Linked DNA regions of Bombyx mori: region 2 is linked to region 1. The links are chromatin contacts, called in public Hi-C maps. All regions are on one chromosome and are shown on one strand. Each heading gives the region's core, a stretch centred on a gene start, on an enhancer-like site or on the middle of the called end of the contact. The rest is flanking DNA. Distances are from core to core; before and after follow the strand shown. Region 1 holds the start of LOC101741061 (muscle M-line assembly protein unc-89). Region 2 holds the start of LOC101742012 (transmembrane protein 39A).

What was found. Hi-C and Micro-C count contacts between places; a contact is called where the count stands out from the background.
Region 2: a Hi-C map of posterior silk gland shows a contact between it and region 1, with 1.6 times the contacts expected there. The contact joins the promoter of LOC101742012 here to the promoter of LOC101741061 in region 1. A contact is called at or near these places in 4 of 7 Hi-C or Micro-C datasets (middle silk gland, posterior silk gland and whole pupa).

The regions. Positions count from the first base shown.
Region 1 is chr23:1,711,629-1,715,791 of ASM3026992v2, reverse strand. It overlaps LOC101741061 (muscle M-line assembly protein unc-89), which reads left to right and starts at 2,267. Exons shown (of 9, transcript XM_012689812.4): 1 at 2,267-2,876; 2 at 3,070-4,163. The coding sequence starts at 3,099. LOC119630347 (protein PBDC1) reads right to left here and starts at 188. Exons shown (of 3, transcript XM_038019415.2): 1 at 28-188. The coding sequence starts at 30.
Region 2 is chr23:2,309,415-2,313,577 of ASM3026992v2, reverse strand. LOC101742012 (transmembrane protein 39A) reads right to left here and starts at 2,177. Exons shown (of 8, transcript XM_004925427.5): 1 at 1,810-2,177; 2 at 1,283-1,564; 3 at 33-172. The coding sequence starts at 2,055.

The DNA.
Region 1 (4,163 bases), core at 1,018-3,517:
TTCATTTAATTTAGTGTGCAATATTACCATTTCGGTTTGCAGAAAGTTTCTATGTGATATTTGATATTTACAAGATTCAAAAAAATATAAACATGCGACAAAAATTAATTTCCGGGTTTAGCAGTCTCAAACTCAAATATTAAGTGTATAATTTTTTTTATGGGATTTTATGACCTGGTAACTAAGACCTTTAAGTCATGTCTTATTTTAATTTATATTGAAAAATGATAATATGGAGATAAATGAAATGAAATGAAGATGATTAATTTGAGACACTAATCAACTGGGATGAAATGAAATGAATTGAGATGATATGGGATGAAATATAATCTCAGTAAAATGGTGGTAAATTACTAAGATTTTTTCAGTGGACTTTTTGGAGGATCCCGAGAAGTTGCGTCCAGCGGCTTTGTTTCATTTTCCCACATTTGTGCACTTTCACAGATATTAAACAGTTAATAAACCACCGTTATTACACATTTAAACCTGAAGAAACACTAAATAGACAAAATAAAACAAATCACACAACTTCACTCCTCGCGTTCCCGCCAAAAAGTCCCCTTAAGTGTATAATCTATGCTTAACAGCACAGACTATGTGCATAAATGTTCATAAAAATTTTTTTTTTCACTGAGAAGATCCGGTGAGAAACTCAGTGGCCTGTGTCTGTGGGTTAATTTACTCGTCGAACGCTTGAGGTACCAATTTTTTTTTTATTGCCCTTGTAGTCAGACGTGCATACAGCCCACCTGACGGTGAGTGGTTATCGTCGCCCATGGACTTCAGCAATGCCAGGGGCAAAGCCAAGCCGCTGCCTACTGCTAAAAAAAATTTTTTTCATGGTTTATTACACCCCCCCCCCCCCTATACTGTCAAGAACAAGGGTAAAGATATGAATTAAAATCTCTGGATATGGTTTATCGAGTTCTATTTTTATTTATTGCTTATGCGGGTGAACGAACTCACCTAGTGCTTTCCGGGGCCCATAGATATAAAAACATAGATACCGTAGCCCACCTTCAGGCCAGAAACTAGAATATCTCAAGTGTACTTAAAGTATAACGGTTATCTCATCCTTCTCAAAACTAAGAAATAGGCATGGTGATTGATGATCCTACCCTTGCGGGTTGCGTTCAAGGTGCCCTGTCCTCTTTATTACCCAAGTTATACTTTTTCAGGGTTTCATTTTTATTACCGGCATTATTCCTTGATGCTGAAGTCATTGTGAACATATTGTGATCGGTACGTGTTTGATTTTAAAAATGCTAGGGAATTTTCCTGCAGGCATCATCTCATCGCTCAAAATAAAAGTACACCCGGCGTCTTCTCTTCAAAGCCATGTCAATTTTCAAATAGCATAAAGTATTGACGTTACTAATTCAAATTTCACTTGAGGACAGATTAACGCACGGCTCATCTGACGCTAAGTGATTAATCGTCATTGACAATGAGAGATCAGCAATATCAGCAGCCAAGCTGCTGCCAAGTCAAAGTCAAGTTAAGCTTTGATTGAAAAAGGTCATCAATGCGCTGAAGGAACACCGTAGAGGTAGAGTTCGTTCCAAAACGTGATAGTACGTGATAAAAATGATATATGAAAGTACAGTCGTTCCGTTTAATAGAGATTTAATTTGCTATAGTAAAGTTTAATAGCGTGTGCTGTGATGATAAAAAGACCACGCCATTATCTCAAACAATTTCAGAGAGCACTCCCTATACGATGGAGTAAAATACACGAACAGCAGAATAATCTTTCATGCGGATATTGTTTGATTTTAGAATCGTGTGTGAAATAAGAAGTCAACGTAAGGTAATCCTAGCTTGCGATCACTCGCGCAATGTAAGGTTGTCGCTCGATAAAATCACTTTTTAATTAAAAGTGTCATGGAGGCCTAATTGTATAAAAAAAATGTATCTGAATTTAAATACAGGAGAGTAGGTAATGCTTGCTACAAACCTCAGGTTAGAGCCCATGACCTCACCTACTCATTCGATGAATCTAGTATGACCCCTTGAGGTCACTAGAATAGGTACCTAGGAAGAAAAAAAGGCTACAAAAAAAGAGATGATGCTCAAGAGTGAATAAAACAACTTATACCTTTGGGCCAAAAATCATACACCATTATCTGAACAGGTCTTTCTATAGGATTCTTTGATTTAGTCGTAGGCTTTTGGTTTGTTCCCCATCGGAAAGCCCTTCTATTAATGAACATACAAAAAAATAGCTACTTTTCGACGTGGCCGTTGCTACAGCAGAAAACATGTTGATTACGAATATTTTAGTTGAAATGAAAAAGCAGGTTTTTAAACATTTTAATAGTTATTATAAGATTTATGTAAGAGACAGTTAACGCTATTTAGATAAGGACAAAAATATTATGTTTCCTAATATTCAATAAATTCAAATGTTATCTAGGTCTAGTCTATTGGTTCAAAAACTTTTGTTGAGAAGAGATAGCGTTATAGGTTAAAGTTTGTGTGAGAGAGAAGCATTTCTCAGAAGAATTCGTTTGCAGTTCGTTTCGTCACACGTTTTCTTTGTCGGTGATTGGCGGGTTTCGGAAGAGGGTGGCGCATGCGCGTTATGCCGACGCCATCTCTAAACTACTGTGCCTGTTATGTACTTGTTCTGGAGTGAAGTGAATGGAAATTCATGGTTAAAAGTGCTAATAAATCATGGAATTGTTTTGCTGCAATTTAGATCTTGCGTATTTTTAGTGAATTGAAACTTTAAAGTGCAAGTGTGAGAGTTGAAGTCTTCGGCGGGTATCAAGGAAGTTCCTGGTTATAGCAACGCATTATTTTTTGTTGCTAAATCGTTCGCGGGTAGTCGTTGCCGTCTATTTCATGGGCTATTGTCACCAAAACAGCTAGTGGTAAATATGTAACCAATTATTATCAGTAGTTTTTAGAACGGCGGGATCGAGGTTGAGAGCGCTCCCCGCGTTCTTACGCGCGCGCCGCATTTATCTCTACTATGTATGAAATATTGTTTTGGGTCAAAGACATTGCAATGCGTTACATCGTAACCAAAACATACTTGTAAACTGTTTTAACTTTATGTTTCAGCTCGCTTTGTGGACGCATACGCGTTCATTATGAATTCTGCTTTGAAACCTGTGTTGGCACAACCGGGGGTTCCGCAGCCCGGTGGACAATCTAGTCCCGCCAAAGGCAACGTAGCCACTGTGAACCACGCTGTAGGACACCCCCAAGGTGCGCAGAATTCTCTTCATCTCGGGAACAACTTAGTTGGGCACAATCTGACCCACCACGCTCCGGCGCCTCCGCTGCTGCCACACGCAGTACCTTCCATGGCTCCCATATCTGCAAACATGGCTCAGATGGCTCAGAACATGAGTCACCATGGCAACCTGTCCCATGTCACACAGAATTCTGTGGCTCCTGCTGTAGCAGCGAGTCCAAGTAAAACTACAAGTTCACCATTGAGTTTAGTGCAAGATAAGGCAAATACATCCCAGCCACTAGCTCTAACGAGAACTCCTGAAAAGAAAGATGCTGATTCAACTGGTCCTGCCAATGGTACCATAGATTCTACAAAATCTGGCACAAACACTCCGAGTCCATTGAAACCTCAAAATCCAGAGAGCAATAAGGAAAAACAAGATATTGCTAAGACATCACCTAGTACCCCTAAACCACCTGAGAAGACCTGGAGTGGGCCACCTCAAAAATCTGAAACATCAAACTCTAATAATCAGACAGAAGGCTCTACACAACCTAAAATGGCAACAGCTAATGAACCACCTGAGAAGTCACCTTTAAAACCAATAGAAATTAAACCATCACCGGCAGCTGATGTTGCTCCGAGTCAGAGTGACAGTAAGCCAGAAACAGCAAAAGACAGTCAATTACAAGAGAAAGCATCACCAACAGAAATTGTTTCAGAGGTTAAAGTTGAGAAACCAAAAGACACTAAGGAGGAAACTAAGATTGAACCTCAGTCTTCTGAAGTAAAGAATGAAGATAAAGTTGACAGCTCAAAAAAAGAGGAACAAACCGAACAGAAACCACAAAGTTCGGATGAGAAAATTGAAGAAAAAAAACTAGAACCAAAACAGATTAAAGTTGATAATAAACCGAAATCAACTCTCAAGCTGGCCACAGTAACACCTCCAATGAGAAAAAGACGACAGACATCA
Region 2 (4,163 bases), core at 928-3,427, 600 kb before region 1:
TGAATAGATACTATTAGTAACTGCAGATTTACCTCGCAGCCACCACAGCCTGTGGCATTAATTTCGGTGGCAGCATCATCCTCAAAATGACCAAGCTAATGCTCAACAATAATCTTCTGAATAGTAAAGTAATTATAAAAGCTACCAAATGTGGGTCGATCAGGTAGAAATTCTGTAAACAATTAAAAAAAATTTAAAGTTTTTTTATAGTTTTGTTTAGAATTTAAGTACAAAAATTGTCACACAACGTAGGGTTTTTGACCTATGTCAAAGATCTGCAATCACTTGTTAGAAAGTGAGACAAAATTGATATTTCAAATCAATACAATGCTGGTATAACTTAACAAGTCATCAGTGAACAAGCTGATTTATTATTCTACTTTACGGTACTTAGCAATTGTTAATTCAGTTAATTCTTCTAATTTTATTAATTGTCCTAATAAGTAAGCTTTATTGCTTATTGAATTAAGAATTTTTATGAACATTATTGCATTCAAGTCATGAGTAGTATTTAATGATATAGTCAGTGTGAAATAGTCACATGGGCAGAACTTAGACAGGGAGATATGCAAAGAGTATTCAGTGGTAGGTAGCAGCTTGGCTCTGCCACTGGTGTTGTTGACATTAATTTTAAGATTCTAGTCACGATATGATTGTCAGTTTGGGGCATGAATTTGAATAATTCAATTCACAGACTGCATAATTTATATAAAATTATGTTTACCTACCGGACAAAGTGACTGTTGTTTGTTACAAATTCAATCATAATTTTTTTTAAACATTCTTTAACTCTCTAATTCTACATAATTCATTCATTAAATCTGAGGTGAATTATATTTATATACATACATTGAAGTACATCTTAATCTCTTCAGGGACTTTGGCAGATATGGTATCCTTTTTTAATTGTTCATATATATAATTCTACGCTAAATGACGACACTTGTGGGCATATCTTTTTTTTAAATGAATAGCCACTATTTTTGTTCGTTTTTTTAACTTATTGAATTATTTTCATTCTAAAATGAACAAATTAAAAAAAAATTCAATTTACATTTTTTGTACTATGAAAAATTCTTCCCTGAAGATTTTAATATATAATAATAGCATTATTTTGAAAATAATGTTACTACGGTTCCTAATTTGTGTATTTTAACAATGTCTTCCAATTATCAGCATTTCTTCAAAGCTGGTAATGCTATTAGTAAATACTTAGCGAAAATCTCAATGGTTAACTGGGTTCCACTAATTTAAAATGAAACAAATAGAGGTGTACACTCACCATAGCCTGGTTTGTGTATGAATTTGGTAGCCACCAAGTGGTCCTATACAGGTTCAAAAACTGTAGTCCTGTTGCTGCCAGTGTGAACATAAACATCAGTACTTCAAATAGTAACGGTCCATCTTGGGGTATATGTGGGAATGGAATGTGTTTCGGTGGTATGGGTCCTTCAGCTAGCTTGATATCTGCTAGTGTTACTGTTGGCGCTGTATTTGGAGTCACCCTAGTTTGACGGCCAACACGTTTCCCCCCACTTACATCATCCTCAACTGGGTATGTACACTGTAAATTATAAACACACTATTAACATCTTTAAGAAAATTTCCCTAGCCATTCAATTTAATGTAAAATTGTGTTTACAAATTTATGGAAAACTCACAACAATTTTGTTATATTTAATTTGTTAATATCCAAGGTTGAAACCTCACTTGTTTTTTTAATCAGTTTAATCAATTACAAATCGATAAACTATCTATTTATAGAATCATAAGCCAGTATCCTACATGAAAAAGAGAATCCACATTTACCTTCTTATTATTCGTCCCTGTGGCCTTTTTCGCTCCAGGGTGAACCATTTTACAAGCGATAGGAGGCAAAGGTCTCTTAATGAGCGGGTCTTTAATAATTTTCCGCCGTCTTGAGACGGCTGTTGATGAAGTATTGCTAACTTGAGAATTTGCCCAGCGTCTAGCTAAAAGTATAGTCAGACAGCCGACAATTGCTGGTAAGAAGAACACGACAAAAGGGCCACTTTCATTTTCCGTACAACTCATCACTCACATGTTAAAACTTTTGAATAGTTTCACAATAAATAATTTTCTGAATGTTCTACACAATAAACACCAACACGACGATATGTGTAAAGCGAATCTCTCAATCACAAACTCAAAAAATGACAGCAACAACGTCATTTGTTTGTTTTGGCCACTGTTTAGGCGAACACAGCATAGCCTATAGAGCCGGCTTGTAACTGTAAATGACTGTAGCTATAGATATTTTTTTTGTAATTAGTTCGTAATCTTAATTATTTTATTTTAAGCTTTTCCCTCTTAACCAAAAACGTTTATTTTTACTAGACAGTATACCTTCATGCAACTAACTAAAAAAAATCAAGCGCATCGGTTTCCTATATTGTACAAAGTTAAAATTTAGATTTAAAATGAAACGGAATAATAAAAATCTCAGTAATATCATACAATTTTAAACCATGCCTACTAATTGGATTCCATTGCATTATAGATGCTGATTAATAATAAATGATACTGATACCTTTATACATGAATATTGACTATTTTTTTGTTATTATATTCTTTTGTACATCTGATAAATAAATATACTATGGCAGATAAGAAAAGTGAATAATTAAATTCCTCGACATGTCCTTTTCAGTAGTTATAAACTCCAAATTGATAAATTAAAACAATTCTCACAAGATCACACTTCAAGCTCTCCTAAAAAATAAAATATTGACAGAGTTTCGTCTTTGTATTTAACTCGAACAAAGCGCACTATAATTTTTAGATTATGTTGGTTTCATAAATCCATAAACTTAGCTGGCAAGACATACCTGTTGAATTTGATGATACATTTCACTGTAAGAAAATGAACTAATACATGTACATTGTGATATATGTATTTATTCAAAAATAACCATTTGATGAGAGGCATTTTACTTTTTAGAATAAACTTAATGAAAATTGAGACATAAAATATTAAAAAAAATACAGGCCACAAAATCTGAAAAAATTAAGAAATTTGAGGAGTTTTTGGCGAAACTGCGAGGAGCGAAGTTGTGTGAATTGTTTTCTTTAATTTGGGGTTTATTTGGGTTTAAATGAGTACTAATCGTAATGGTAATTCATTATCTGTTTATTATCTCTTGCACAAATGTGGGAAAATGAAACAAGCCGCTGGAGTCTGGACATATCTACACGGGATCTTCCAAGAAGTTCATTGAAAAAGTCTCAGTAAATAATCACATTTTTATTGAGATTATATTTTATGCAATATCATCTTGTTTCCATTAATTTCACCCCAACTAATTAAAGTCTCAGATTAATTAATTTTATTTTATTTCGCTCCATATCACTTTTCATAAAACAAAATGTACAAAAGATTAGGTTGTATGGATTGATACTTTTGCCTGTCCTTTTGGTAAAATGGAACTACTTAAGAAAATTGACAGCTGTCACCAGCATGACCAGATTTAGTAGATATCTACTTTTTGGTAGATTTTGAGGTACTGGCAACAGAATTTAGTATGTAAAAATTATTTGGTATATTTTAGTAGAATTCACGCTTATTTATTCTCGTACTTTTTGACATTTTGTATAAATTCGGGGTATTCCCCCTTTCATCGAATGTATTTAATTTACTATTTAATTTTCATTCTTTTCGTTACCATTCGTGCCGTGAGCATAGTGTGCTAGACTATTGGGAATTCCTTCATTGAGAATTTTTATAATCGAGCTTAAAACGAAACATAAATATACACAAAGGTATCATGATGTCCCATTCATCACGATATCCTTGTAGTTGTAATACAAAACATGCAAATTGTTGACAAAAAATTTATGAAATTAAAATTAGATGATTCCGTGTCTAATTTATTGTCAACTTCTAGTTCGACGTCTTAATCTTTTATGGTGGATAAAGCCGAATCTGTGATGCGAATAGCAAGCCGATACTATCTTTGTCAAACGCCAAAGTAGAAAGAATAATTTATAATATTAACAGGATTAAAAATCAAGATCGAAATCGATTTAATAATAAGAATGTTGCTGCAATAATGCATGGAAAAGAGGGGCTACGACAGTTGGAAGGGGGATGTCGCACATTTGATCCTGACAGAAGTATTATCAAATTCATGGATTCAAAACAA